Linked DNA regions of Rattus norvegicus: region 2 is linked to region 1. A link is a contact called in public Hi-C data. All regions are on one chromosome and are shown on one strand. Each heading gives the region's core, a stretch centred on a gene start, on an enhancer-like site or on the middle of the called end of the contact. The rest is flanking DNA. Distances are from core to core; before and after follow the strand shown.

Region 1 (6,987 bases), core at 20-2,519:
CATTTCTCATTGTTCTCCCGTAGAATCCAGTCCCCCCAACACTAACTCCCACATCAACAGAGTCCCTTCCCCGTCTGGGCGGTGACTCCAGTACTTCTGATCCTGGAAAGCCTCCCCTCGCCACTTTCTCCCTACAACTACCTGGTCAGGAAGGATAGGCTATGAAACGTGCCTCTCTCTCCTGGGCTGAGTCTCTCAGCTGTTTGGCAGGGACTTTGGGACACCTGCTCTGGTTACGTTTGCAAACACTGCCTGACCTCTCAAACAGAAAGTAGCATTCCACCTTCGGAAAGAAGATAGTGGGACTGTCTCCAAGCTGGGTCTGATGGGAGAAGGGTGCCTGAGGTATTACTAAGACACAGCTCAAACCTCATTTGTGAAAGAAGTTTCTTGTTTACACAAAGGGGTGGGAGGGGCCCACCATCCTGGCCATGCTCTGAGAAAGGATCCGGTCCTGAGGCATCGTGAAGGCAAGGTCCCGGCTGAATCAGACTCTGGGACCGTGAAAGGAGCACTTACTCCACCCGTCCCGGAGCAGGCTTAAGAAAAAGCGCTTGGACAAGAAGCACGGTGCACGCGTGGGCACCTAAAGGTTTGCGATCTGTTTCAGGCTTGTGTAACTAGCTTGTCGTTTTGCTTAGTTTCAACGACCTCGCAATGCAGTCCCTGGTCGCTCCAAACACGAGAAAGAGAAATCGCACTTTGGTGGTCCCGCGGGAATCTGGGACCTTCCAACAACCCAGAGTTTCCCCCCTTTCTCCAGCGAACCCACCAGGTACCCCCTTTACAACCTCACAACTCCAGCTCACTCTATACCAGTGAAGACTAGAGGTACATCCACGATCTGGCCCGCACCTACGGCGTTCTCCAATTTGGAGGGGGCGTGGATGGTGCCAAGGTCAGGACTCTGCCTGCGGCCACGCGGGAGAGGCTGCAAGCGGTCGGACCACGCGGTGCAGCCGGCCTCCCAGGAGCCTCTCCAGGCTTGGGGCGGAGGGGAATAACCAAGGGTCGGGGCAGAGCCGCGAGGCTATCCACTCACCATTATCCTGGGAGAGAGATGGAGTCGACAGTAACAGCAGCTGCAGCAACAGCAGCGCGGAGAGCGCCAGAGTGGGGCGCATGGTTGTGCTTGCCCGGGGACTCGGAGCAGGTGGCTGCGGCTCTGGCGCAGGGTCCGGCGTCCGGACCGCGGGAGAGTCGGCGCCGCTCCCGGAGGCCTGGCGACAGCCGGGAACTCTGGAGTCACTATCCGGCTGCTCCTCCTGCCTGCCGCAGAGCTGGGCTGGGACGCGGAGCCAGAAGCGAGGAGGGAAGGTGGCTGCGGCCCGGGCGGTGACTGGGCGGCTGCGGCCCCGCGCACGCTGCTGCGATGACTCCCGCCCCGTCCCGTCCGCGCTGGCCTCCGCCCCCTCCCCCAGGAGCCCTCCCAAAGCGGCGGCGGGGTCGGGCGGGGCGGCGGCTGGGCTGGCGGGCGCTGGGCTGCGAACAATAAGCAGAGGAGGAAACTCCGCCCTGGAGCGCGGCGGGCGGGGGAACAGGGGCTGGCGGTCCCGGGCAATGTGTGTGTGTGTGTGTGTGTGTGTGTGTGTGTGTGTGTGTGTGTGTGTGTGTGTGTGTGTGTGTGTGTTTGTGCAATGCGTATGTGTTCGCGCGTGTGCGTGCAATGCGTGTGTGTGTGGGGTAATGCGTGTGTGTGTGTGTGTGTGTGTGTGTGTGTGTGTACGCGCGCACGCGCGCGCCAGGGACCCTGTCAGACAATCAATCTCTGGCACAGATGTCCTACGCATTGCTTTTGCCCGGGATCCACGGGGATCCTCCATAATGCCGGGGCCCTTTACGCAGGCATAGATTCTCAGCCTGGAAGTTCGGCTAAGAATCGGATCCTTCCAGGCCCCCCAGACCTCAGCACCTTCTGCGGCAGAGCCGGGGAATCAGGTCCCCTACCCAGCAGGTGCCTGGATCCATGCAATTCCCAAACAAGTCTGGGCTCCAGGATGAGCCCCGTACCATCTGGAGCGGGTTTTTACTTAACCTCTCCCACCGATGTACAAATGGATGTGACTCCCTGAAGGCAAAATTTTCAGCGCTTACTTCGTGCGGGTCTGTGGTCTAAGTGCTTTGCACGTATTAATTCTCTTGATCTTCACAGCAGTCACATTTTTTAAGCCTCGTTTTGCAGACAGGAAAATAGAGTTTTAAAAAAAGGTTAAAAAAGTTGTTTAAGATTCCTTAGGTGGTAAATAGCAGCCTTGCCTCTGAGACTAACCTGGAAAACTACTTTGCACAGTGCCCATAATACCGTAATTGCTCCATAAGAATTAATATTGCCAAGTAAAAAGCAGCAATGGAGATTTAAGGGCCTCGGCGTCAAATCAAACTTGGTCTCAAAACCTAGTTGTGCTAAGTCACTCTGTGTGCTTCGATTCTTTTCATAACAAAAAGCAGGGCTAGTGAAACTTCCAACAGCTGCTGATCCACTTGCTTGGGAGAAACACTTAGCGTAGGGCCAGAATCTCAGACAGCCTTTATGAAAGAAGCAGCCTTCGCTAGTGAGATAGCGTAGACTTGGGGTTGGGAGATCGGAATTGGAGAATCGCATAAAGCTGAGCTTACTCTGTGAAAGGTCAAAGAAGCTCGCATCCTATTCACCCCAGTTTGGGGACCTTTGCGGGCTGCAGACCCTGGAGTCCGCTGCAAAGGTGGCCCCTCAAGGCGCTGGGATACAGACCTGGAGGGGCAGGGGAGGCTAACACCGAAGGGAGATCGCGAAAATTTGTCGCACATTATTCCTGGGCTGCTAATATGGAGTCTTTCTGCCAGATGAGCCTAAGTGGAGAGATTCTCGGATCCCAAGGACGGTATACCTTGTGAATCCCTCAAGTGGGCCGCGCGCAGGCTCATCATGAAGCTGCTTAGGAAGCGCGGAGCGGGGTTGGGGTGTCGCTGTAGCCGGCCTCAAGTTTGGGAAGAGCTTACTGGCTGTTTTTACTAGGAAGTTTCTGCATAATCGTTCTGGCATGGTTTTCCACACCACATATGGGAAAGGCAGAGGGTGTTCCCTATGAATACACGGGTGTGTGCGTGTGCGTGTGCGTGTGCGTGTGCGTGTGTGTGTGTGTGTGTGTGTGTGATGGTTTTTCTTTAGCGCTGTTCTCCTCGACATTAGCACCAACAAATGGCTTTTTCAAAATTGAGGTTGAAATGTTTATTTTGTATGCTCTCTGATTAATCCATGCCTTTGCATTCAGCGAATCAACTTTTATACAAACTCCAAAACAATCAGTATTTGTGAATAGAGTTTGGGGTATTTTTAAATTCCCCTGATTTCGGATTGACCCCACTATCAGATCACACATGGTTAAAAATGACAGCAGATATGTAGACTTAGGAAGTGGGGTACTGTTTGTATCTAAAAACTGCAATGTCAGAATTACAGTTTCCAGTCTTCAGTATCTGACATGACCCCCAATTTACTTAGAATAGAACTTCCAGAATGAGGCCAACAGAAAGTGCTCTTGGCAGCGTTGAAGCCCGGCCCTGTCTGCACAGTGAACTTGCTGGTCTGGAACCCAAGACTGTAACTCTCTGCAATGCTCTTTACAGACACTAGTCCCCATACTTCTGGAACTCAATGCACTTTGGCCACTAGTATCCATGTGTTCTCTCTCTCTCTCTCTCTCTCTCTCTCTCTCTCTCTCTCTCTCTCTCTCTCTCTCTCTCTCCCAAACCCAAGCCTTGTGCATGCTAAGCAAGCAATCTATCATTGAGTGACACTCCAACCCATCCCGCTAGTAGATTTAAACATCTAAACATGGGATCTTCCGTGTCTACTTTTCACTTCTTCAGAGCAGCCAGGAGAGCACAGCAGCACAAATTATATATATGTATGTGTATGTGTATGTATAGTGTGTGTGTGTGTATAGTGTGTGTGTTTGCTAATCTACAGATGCAGACATGCATACCAGCTTGGATCTCTATCTTTTCTTTTCTTTTCTTTTTCTTTTTTTTTTTTTCCGGAGCTGGGGACCGAACCCAGGGCCTTGCGCTTCCTAGGCAAGCGCTCTACCACTGAGCTAAATCCCCAACCCCCAGCTTGGAACTATATCTCAGGAAACTATGGCATGAGGTTTAAAATTGTCTTCTTGTTGTCCCTGTCAGTCCTCGTTGTTAGGAGCAATTTGACAATGCGGTTGACCACATCCCTAAGTGCAGACCTGGTAAGTCCTCTTGGTCCTAATCCTGAAACACTTTGATCCTCATCCCAGTGTCTATTGAGGTAGGATAGACCAGTCCATCAGGCCTTCTAAAATGCAATGCACTCACTCACCACCCGGATGCCTCTGTATCTGCCTAAAGGACCAGGGCTGCCTGTGTAAGGACCATGGAAAAGCTTACATGGGCTTTCTACCCCTGAGCCAGAGCGGTGCTCCATTTATCTTCAATTCCAGGACCTAGAAGACAGTGCCTTATCCAAAGAAAATGCGCACAGGTAGACAGATGGAGAGGCGCTTGGCTTGGATTTTATCATAAAAGCTGTACTTTATTTCTGACTGCCAGGTTTTGTAATGCTATGAACTTCCACTGGGGCTTAAATTACGCACCTCACTCCAAAGTCATGCCCTGCGTGTTATGCTTTAACTGCGTCTACTGTAACAGGCCTTGTGCCAGACATTATGCACCGTGCCGAGAATCCAAACATAGGCGGCATGTTCTCCCCTCTCTTCAGGGAGAAGTAATACCTGTACACAAACATGGTTAGTAGGTGGTAAGAACTATGTGGGCAGCAGAGAACAAGGCACACAGCTCAGAGGTAAGAGAAGACTCCAGGAGGAGGAATGTGGGACTCTGGCTAGGTCTTCAAGAGAAGGAAAGGTAGAACATTTCAGAAAACAGAGAGAGGTCAACAGGAGGCTTGAAGCTGAGCTCTGCAGGGACACTCCCTCCCCCTCCCAAGGAGAAGGCCATTTTATAGAGTGTTAGGGCTTGACAATGGAGAGGTGACAACAGCTAATATCTTTAAGACAATGGCCAGCTTTCCATGTGAAAACAATCATTCTAGCGCCTGCATGCTTATAATGGCTGAGCAGATGTAACCTTGAGGGGGGCCACAGCATAATGTGAAGCCAGTTCAATGGTCAGGAAGGTCTTGAACTCAAACACTAGAGACAGGAATGAGGGGAAGGTCCTAAGCGGGAGGCATTTGGGGAACAAAAGGATGTGGGCATGGTGTGGTGGCTGTGTCTGTGGAGCATTGTGGCATAAAGGGTTCCAGGTCTCAGCTGGTTACTAGGTGGACTATCTGAGTGCAGAGGCTGTGGGGGTGGGGGGAATGGTAGCATTCCTGCAATAGAGATGAGGGGAGGAAAAGAAGCAGATTTGGGAGAAGAAATGCCTTGTTCCGAGATGGGCTGATGCTAAAGACCGGTGACATACTCGGATTCATATCTGGAGGTCCCATTTGTGACACTGGAGCTCAGGCAGAGGTCAGGACCATAGGAGCCATAGGAAAGTTGTCAGGGTACAGGTGGAGTTCAGGCAGGACTGATGGGGTGTACTCCGGATAGTTTCAGTGGAGGTGTGAAAAGACTGATCCACTTTCAAGGCTGGGCTGCAGAGGGGGGAAGGGCTGAGGAGAATGCACCCCTGAGTTCCTAAGCTGAAGAGCTGGAGGGAGGAGGAGTCATCTAAGTCACCCGCTGTGAGGGCTGAGAGGCACTGATAGAAGCTGGCAGTGCAAGAGCCACTGTGGTTTCCATTAAGTAGAATGAATTGGCAGGGAGGGGCTGAACGGAGGACGGGAGGTAAGGACTATGTAGATCTGGGGTGGGGTGGGGGTGGGGGACAGAATGTGGAGCCAAAGGAAGGCTTATGAGCTGTCTGATCCTAAGATCAGGGAAACCTCCATGATTATGAGCTAGGCAGAAGGAGCTAGCCTAAAAGGAGAAGCAAGAAGCAGCAGAGGCAGTGAGCGTCATCCTAAGCCAAAGAGTGTCATTGCTAAAGGTTTGGAGTTGAGGGCTAGGGAGATGGCTCAGCTGGAAAGGACCTGAGTTCAAATCTCTGCATTCCCCCTTCCACCACACGCCACAAAAACAAAACAAAAGACATAGAAAGCTGGGTGTAGAAGTATCAATCTGTAATCGAAGTGCTTCTAGATCGAGATGAGAGGCCAAGACAAGAAAATCCCCAGAAATTTGGGGATCAGTGGGCTTGTGGGGATCACTCAACAGTGAAACTCCTGTCTCAAGATGGTAGGTGAGGTTTGACTTCCAAGATTGTCCTTTAGCCTCCATATACACTCTGTGACATGCATGTGTGAGTGCTTGCACACACACACACACACACACACACACACACACACACACACACACACACAAACACCACACAAAGATTTGGGGAGAGTACTGTTTTGAGACACTGTCTATAATTGCAGACAGGGAGTTATACCTTGGATTGAGTCAGCCCAGAATTTTATCGTTTCACTTGGTGGCCATAGATTCCAGTCTTATCCTTAACTCCTATAACCCAGTCTCTTCCTCTATAAAATAAACCTCAACCCACAGAATCCTGTGGGAGTTAGGGGGGCTTGGGTTTTGGATATTTTTTGCATCCACAGAAGAGACACCTCAGTCTCTGCTTTGCTCCAGAAGTATTCGTTTCTTCTTACAAGCCTGAGTCTAGGGTCATAAGAACCCAAAATGCTGTGCCCCAGAGTAACAAGTGAGAGGCTTTCCGCCCCTCTCAAGTCAGAATTACAGGTTACAAAGTCTGCATGTACCTGCCCTCTTCTCAAATGGAAAAGAACTATGCGTGCACTCCCCAGAATTCCCACCCCTGACGTTTGGACAAAGCCTAAGGCTCGGCCCATATTAGGGGTCACTGGACCTGAAGTCTTCTTCTCCTGTGGGAAGAAAGCTGAGGCCCAGAGAGCTCAGACAACATCCTCACTCATGTAGCTTGCAAAGAAGGTTCCAGAAACAGTCT
Region 2 (7,670 bases), core at 1,060-3,559, 78 kb after region 1:
GGTAACGTCCAGAAAGACTCACCCCCGGAAAGAGAAAGGCCATCCAGGGTGACATTAGTGAACTCAAGTTCTGGAGTCATTATTAGCTCAAGATGACAGAGACTAGTGACTCATAGCCATTGGTTTGAAATGTAATTAAGAGAAAAAGAAAAACAGGGAAGGGATAGAGAAGATGTTCATTAGATAGCCGATCTGAGTTGGTTAGGACTTGGTGTAAGAGAACTAGGCAGGCTTTCTCTGAGAACTCGCTCTGTAGGTGTTTGGGCGCCTGATTTTCCAGACCCTGAATGGTGGTGCTAAATCCAGCAGGAGTTGGTGCAGGGCTCTGGTGGCAACCTCCCTTTAAGAGTTCTGGAGACACTGCTTTAGGAATCTGAATCTAATGCAAAGAGAACAAGCCGGGCTTCCTGCAGTGGCTCACGCCTGTCATCCAGCAGTTGGGAGACTTGAGACAGCCTGGCTTGCACAGCGAGACCTTGTCTCCAAAAAGAACCAAAGAGAGCACTGTAGTCTCATTTCCAATATGCTCTCCGCTCTTACTTAGCTAGAGTAATGGCCCACAAAAGGGAGAGATTTGTGTAGAGGGTCTCTCTATGCAGCCAGCTTGCTCCTCAGCCTCCAAGTGCTGGGACTGCATGAATCACATGTCTATGATGTTAGCATTTTGTCTAGGCTCTGCCCCACAGTTACCTGACTCACTATAAAAGAGGCTGCTTGCCCCCTCCATGCTCTCTTGCTCTCCCCCTCCACCACATGCTCATGGCCAGCCTCTACTCCTCTTCTCTCTCTGTCTGTCCTTCTCCACCTCTACCACCCTCTCAACTCCCCTCCCCATGCCCTGAATAAACTCTATGCTAAACCAGTCCGGTGGCTGGTCCCTCAGGGGGAGAGGATGCCTCAGCGTGGGCCCACGGAGGCACCCCCTTACCCTGTACCTGACTACACATCCACAAAACATATTTCTCCTCTCCTTATCTTTTTATAAACACAACTTATGATGCCACATCCAGCTTGATTTTTTTTTAAGAGTCTCTTTGTGTAACCCTGTATAGCCTGGAACTTGCTATCTAGACCAATCTGATCTCAGGTTCACAGAGATCTGCCTGCTTCTGCCCCTGCCTCCTGCAAATGGTTCTTTAAAACACTTTTTTTTTATGTGCATGAATGTTTTACCTACATGCGTGTCTGAAAAGGGCATCATATTCCCTGGGACTGGAGTTACAGATTGTTATGAATTGCCATGTGGGTTCTGGGAATTGAACTCAAGTCCTCTGGAAAAGCAGCTCTTAATCACTGAGTCATCTCCCCAGTCCCGGCGATTAGTTCTTGAAGATATGGAATAGCTTGTTCTTTTTATATCTATGCAGTAGGCAGTAGACAGTTATGAAGAACACAGAACTGAGAGCTATGGTGTAGATCCTTTCGTGCAGTCAGACAGGCTGGGGATGGACAGATGGATCGATGGATCACAAGGCTCCTTGTTTCTGCTTTAGGGTCCTCTCCTGTCTACCTCAGTGTGGGTAAACAGAGCCTTGTATGAATGTGTCGAGTTCTAGGCTCAGGAGGGAGTCATTGACTCATGGAGGTAAACTCAGAAGCTGGTTGGGGGAGCAGTTCAGGATAAAAGAATGGGTCTAGTACCGGGGACTCCCTGAACGTTGAGTGATTCTCAACTTTCCTAATGCTACAACCCTTTAATATGGCTCTTCACGTTGTGGTGATTCCCCCAACCATTAAATTATTTCCATTGCTTCTCCATAACTGCTATGAATCGTAATGTAAATATTTTCAGAGAGTATGAAAAGGGTCGCGACCCAAAGGTTGAGAACCACTGTCGTCCCTTCTCTATGGCAAAGCGAATGATGTAAATATCAGAGGATAAAAGCAAACCTTCAGGCCTTAAGTGCTGCAGCCCATACTTGACAAGTCCCAGCAGCACCTGCATATCTTGGAGGCTGCAGCCAGCGCATGGTGTTAGGAGAGTCTCAGGCCTAAGGGAAGGGGCTGACTCTTAAGCAGCTAGTCTTGCGTTGAGTGGGTGGCACCAAGTGGGAGCTGGCAGCCGTGGGCCACCTGCTGGGTACACACCTGTTTCCAGGGGCACCAGGGTCCCTATGGAGAGTAATCACATGTGTCAGGCCCACCCTGCAGGCACCCTGATAGGAGAGGCCAGGACAGACCTGAGGCGGGTGGGACAGGCCAACACAGGAAATGCCTGCTGGGCCTAAAAATAGTGTAGGAGGGAACAGGAAACAGAAACTTTGGGCCAACATGGAAATGCTTTCTGAGCTGATCAGGAAATGAAGACTGGGGCTGTAGGGACAGCCTCCACCCTGCTGCACTGCAGCTCCGCCCCCACCCTCTCCCGGTCTGTGCCTGGCTGGGGGTAGGGAAGGCGGCTTCCCAAAGTCCTTTCTCTTTGTTTCTAAGCGGCACAGTTGTGTGCTCCTAATCTGTAACCACACGTAGATGTCATTCTGTACTTGGATGACAGCCTGCTCTTCCCAGAACTGAGGTGGTTCCTGGGAAAGTGGGCCCAGCAGGATGGTTCAGTAGGTAAAGGCACTTGCAATGGTCTGACTTCCATCCCTGGCTGGGACTCAAACGGTGGAAAGCGATTCTTGTCAGTTGTCCTTTGACCTCCACGCACGCCCTGCTCTCGTCCTCACATAAATGTAATAAAAAAATAATTTATTTATAAATTATTTAGTGCATTATACATGCTCGTGTGGGTGGCACGCCTTGTATGTGGAGGTGAGAGGATAATTTGAGGGAGGTTGGTTCTCTCTTCTACTATAGGGGTGGATCCTGGAGACCAAACTCAGGTCATCAGGATTGGGGGCAAGCACCTTTACCCTAAGCTACCTTGTCAGCTTCCAACATTTTTCAAAATTAAATTAATTTTTTTAATGTACTTGAGGGTTTTTTGTCTGCATGTATGCATATACAACATGTGTGTGCCTGGTGTCTATAGAGAACAGAAGACAATGGATCCCCTGGAGCTGGAGTAAAAATAGTTGTGAGGGGCTGGAGAGATGGCTCAGCGGTTAAGAGCAATGGCTGCTCTTTCAGAGGTCCTGAGTTCAATTCCCAGCAACCACATGGTGGCTCAAGACCTAAAAGGGAATCTGATGCCCTCTTCTGGTCTGCAGGTGTATGTGCAGCAGAACACGCAGACATTAAATAAATACAATAAAAAATTAGGAAAAAAAATAGCTGCGAGCCATGTATGAGTGCTAGGATCTGAACCTAGGTCCTCTGTAACAGTAGTAAGTGTTCCTGACTACTGAGCCTTCTTAAAGGACCCATTTTGATTCTTTTTAAAGGACATACATTTGTGTGTGTGTTATGTGTGTGTGTGTGTGTGTGGTGTATGTGTGGTGTGTGTGTGTATGTGTGTGTGTGTGGTGTGTGTGTGGTGTGTGTCTATGTGTGTATGTGTGTGTGTGCTGTGTGTGTGTTGTGTGTGTGTTGTGGTGTGTGTATGTGTGTATGTATGTGTGTGGTGTGTGTGTGGTATGTGTGTGTGGTGTGTGTGTGGTGTGTGTGTGGTGTGGTGTGTATATGTGTATATGTATGTGTGTGTTGTGTGTGTGTGTGGTGTGTGCATGTGTGTGTGTGGTGTGTGCATGTGTGTGTGTGGTGTGTGTGTGATGTGTGTGCATGGTGTGGTGTGTGTATGTGTGTATGTATGTATGTGTGTTGTGTGTGTGTGTGGTGTGTGCGTGTGTGTATGGTGTGTGTGTGGTGTGCGTATGTGTGTGTGTGTGTATTGTGTGTGTGTGTGTGTGTGTGTGTGTGTGTGTGTGGCCAGAAGAGGGTATCAGATCCTCTGTAGCTGGAATTATAGGCAGTTGGGAGTTGCCCAACATGGGTGCCTGGACCTAAACTCTATCTTCTGCAAGAGCTGCATTGATTAACCACTGAGCCATTCTTCTAGTTCCCCATTTCTTTTAAAAGCCTTTCAGGAGATGATAATGAGCCACCTTGTGGTTGCTGGGAATTGAACTCAAGACGTCTGGAAGAGCAGTTAGTGCTCTTAACCACTGAGCCATCTGTCTAGCCCAGAAGTGGGATTCTTATATACTGAAGTCAGCTAGGACATTAGCATGGATGAAGCCTCAATCAATGGTCCACACTGGAGGCCTGAGCTTGGCTTCCTACTAAGCTGCACAGTAGTTTTTGGTGCACTTGCAGAAACACGGATCCAGACTTCCATCCCCTGTATCTAGCAACTTCGACCATATTGAGACCGAGTGCAAATTAGCAATGTTACAGTTACCCGAGCATCCTGCACCCCTGCACTCCCCAGGACTGTTGATACAAAGACTGTCAGTTGTCAGTGTGCTTTATGCTTTGGCTAGGGGTCGGCTCATCCATGCATGTTCTGATTTCCAAGGCCCAGGGTGGAGCAATCCCAGACCTGCTGGGAGTAACCCTCACAGTCCAGGGACTGAGGGAAGACACATGGGTGATCCATTCTACTAGGTGCTAGGTTAGTAGATAGTAAATTCATGTGGTCCTTGGGAGAGCAGCCTCCAGGACGCTTGAAGAAGTAGACACCTCTGTTCTTTTTGCCCTTGAGCCTAAGTGGTTCTGGGGTTTCAGTTCTGGGTGGGTATGCTTTAGGACGCTGTAGCTATAATCACTGGAGTTCCCTCTACATTTTCTGAGGCAGTCTTTCAGGTAACTCAAACTTGAATTCACTATGTAGCCCGTAAGAGTGGCCTTGATCTTCCTGCTTCTATAGTACAGTACCAACTGTACCATCATGCCTAGTTTATACAACACTGGGGATTGAACCTTTGTGCATGCTACGCCAGCACCCTACCCATTGAGCCACAGCCCCAGTTTTATCCTTTTCCTTCATGGCTATCCTGAGTTACTGCTTAGTTAGGTGTTCTGGGTCTAAAGCCTCTCCAGAGCATGATGTGGTAGGGACAGCAGGGACTTACTCCCTGAGTTCTGGATGCTGCTGGGTCACTCGTTGTTATTGGGAACTGGCAGCATGCTGAGCCCTGTGCCTGGAGGGGTGCCAGTGGGTCATAGACAGTGGATGGTCTAGCTTCAGGTGCTATGCAGAGTTGGAATTCACTGAGTCTGGGCAAGCCCCTTCCCCAACCCAGGAGCAGGGAGGGATGAGCAGTAGGCCCGGTTCAGTCAGCTGGTGCTCCATGCAGGGAGCTGAATGCTAATCAAAGGCCACACAAGCTCAGATGTGTGACAGTGAGGGCCATGCCCAGGCAGTCATCTGACTCACAGTCATCCGCAGACTGTAAAGTCTCCAGACAGAGGAGAGAGCCACAGAGGCCCAGACTGACCTCATACCAGGCCCCTGTTCTTTATCCCCTGCCCACCCGGACAGGATCACTCTTCAGCCTGGCTCTCTTTGAATCTGTAGAGGTGACAGAATTCAGAGAGGGGGGTGGCAAGAGGAAGCTGGACAGGTCCTAGTGTCTACAAAGCTGCCTTGGTGATAGTAGCAGAGCAGATGGAGGAGTTTGTGTTTTCTGTAAATCTGAGAGCGCCTTTTTATTGGGGGGTGGGGTGGGTGGAAATCCCAGTCAGCCTGGATTGGAAAGCTCCAACCGACTCTTCACTGGGCTCCCAGGCCCGTCCTCTTCTTCTTTTCTGACTCTGCTTCACGGGACCTGCAGCCAGGCATTTTTTTTTTTAGTTTTAAAAAGATTTATTGTTTGTTTATTTATTTATTTCCTGTTGTGCATGTGGGTATTTTACCTCTGTGTGCCTGTGCCTGGCCCTGTGCAAGAGCAACAAGTGTTCTTCACTACTGAGACAACTCCAGCCCCAGCCCCAGCCCCAGCCCCAGCCCCGGCCCCGGCCCCAGCCCCAGTCCAAACCCAGTCCTTCTTTAAGGATATCTGTGCTGTTTGCTTTCTCCCCCAAGCCAGAAACACAAAAACAACCTTGTTTATGAGTTTTAACTCTGTTTTCAGAACAACAAATGGCAGTAAAGGGGGCTAAACCCCGAGCGCGTGGATCTGGAGTGCGTGGGTGGGTCCCTGTGTCCTGCAGAGCTCTGTCCTGTAAAGTGACCGACTGTTCATTACGTGTTTGAACGGATTGGGGCTCGGTGTAGCTGTTCAGGTAAGACGCTCTACAATGGGCGGAGCTGGATGTGTATGCATTATATGGCTACTTTATAGTTCAAGAACGCCTAGAGGAACCTGTTCACCCATTCGCCTGCTTTATGTGACTTAAGAGCAGAACCTTATCGTTTGGAAATCCTTGTGGAGGCTTGGAGTTCTGAAGTTTTTGCATCTGGCCTCACTTTCTGTTGTATAAACAATTCAATCGAAGCTGAGAGCTCGTGTGGTTAAGGAAGAGAGGCCCTTGGGAGCCATGTGATCCGAGCAGAGTGCTTCTGCGAGCCCCCATTTCTCCTTTTGTGCAATGAAGAGAACATACCGCCCACCGTCCAGGACAAGCGCCACAGTGTGCGTGCTGATCCTCTTTGGAGTACAAAGCGCTGTGCAATCAGAGTATGATCCCTCCTGCAATCATTCAGTGTGACATTGTTTCCATGGGAAAGCCCGAGCTGCTTTATGACAATTGATTTACAATGTCATTTCCAGGAATGCATTTGTCTCAAAGCAGTCATTGGCCAAGAGCAACATAACCTGACCCAAGAATAAAATGCATCTGTGCCGGCACACAGGAACTCTTAGGAGGGTTTAACACAAAGAGAAAAGGAGAGAAAATGACTTGTGAGCTTGGGAAGCTCACCTTGCTCCACTCCACTTTCTGTAATGGAGTCCTTGTTTAGAGTTCTCCAGAGAGACAGGAAAAAGCGTGTGCCTTCCATTCATTGTCTGTCTGTCTGTCTGTCTGTCTGTCTGTCTATTGAGATACTATTTATCATCTCTCTCTCTCATTTATCTCTCTATCTCTCTATCATCTATCTACTATCTGTCTATATCTATCTAATATCTATTTATATCTATCATTTATCTCTCTATCGATCATCTATCTATATCTAATATCAATCTCTATCTATCTATCTATCTATCTATCTATCTATCTATCTATCTATCTATCTATCATCTACCACCTATTTCTTCCTCTTCTCCTCTCCCTTCCCATCTATTTAAAATAATTGTCTAATATACTTGCAGAAGCTGGTAAATTCTGAATCTTAGGTTAGGTTGGCAGGATGGTGACCAAGAAGAATAGCAATTAGAATCCAGGGGCCACCTGCTGGGAAGAACTCCCTCTGGCCTGGGCAGGTCAGTCTTTGCTGTCCTTAGGTCTTCGGCTGCCTAGGTGAGGCTCAGAGGTCGAGCAAGTATTTAGCATACATAAAGCTCTGTTAGAGTCACTATGTGCCTTCCTCCTTAGCCCTTCCAGCCTTCCTCACTCCACAGGGCCTCAGCAGCCTCCTGGAAACCTCAGCATTTCTTTCTTCCTCATGTTTTCATAGGAAGACCTAGGTTTGTGCTTCCCTAAAGTAGGTCAAAGGGCAGTTTCCACTGAGGAGTGTGGCCTTGTTGAAGGATTTGCCAAGGAGGATCGGCTGCAGAAACCCTAGTTCTTACCCATCACACTTCCCATGAGAGATTATGTGGTCCAGGCACCATTCCCTCGTGTGTGTGTGTGTGTGTGTGTGTGTGTGTGTGTGTGTGATGTGCGTGTGTGGTGTGTTAGCTCTC

What was found. Hi-C and Micro-C count contacts between places; a contact is called where the count stands out from the background.
Region 2: a contact with region 1 is called in a Hi-C map of mammary epithelial cells, with 2.1 times the contacts expected there. The contact joins the enhancer-like site here to the promoter of Podxl in region 1. A contact is called at or near these places in 5 of 12 Hi-C or Micro-C datasets (Schwann cells, frontal cortex, kidney and 2 more).

Annotation. Positions count from the first base shown.
Region 1 is chr4:61,147,862-61,154,848 of GRCr8, forward strand. Podxl (podocalyxin-like) reads right to left here and starts at 1,270. Exons shown (of 8, transcript NM_138848.1): 1 at 1,043-1,270. The coding sequence starts at 1,124. It overlaps LOC134486572 (a long non-coding RNA gene), which reads right to left and starts at 1,036. Exons shown (of 2, transcript XR_010065780.1): 1 at 1-1,036.
Region 2 is chr4:61,225,117-61,232,786 of GRCr8, forward strand. No RefSeq gene overlaps it. Among named protein-coding and RNA genes, the nearest start is that of Rpl38l1, 35 kb to the right of the region's middle. Within about 2 kb of position 2,310, at least 19 of the 93 cell types and tissues checked have an H3K27ac peak or open chromatin away from gene starts, as enhancers often do.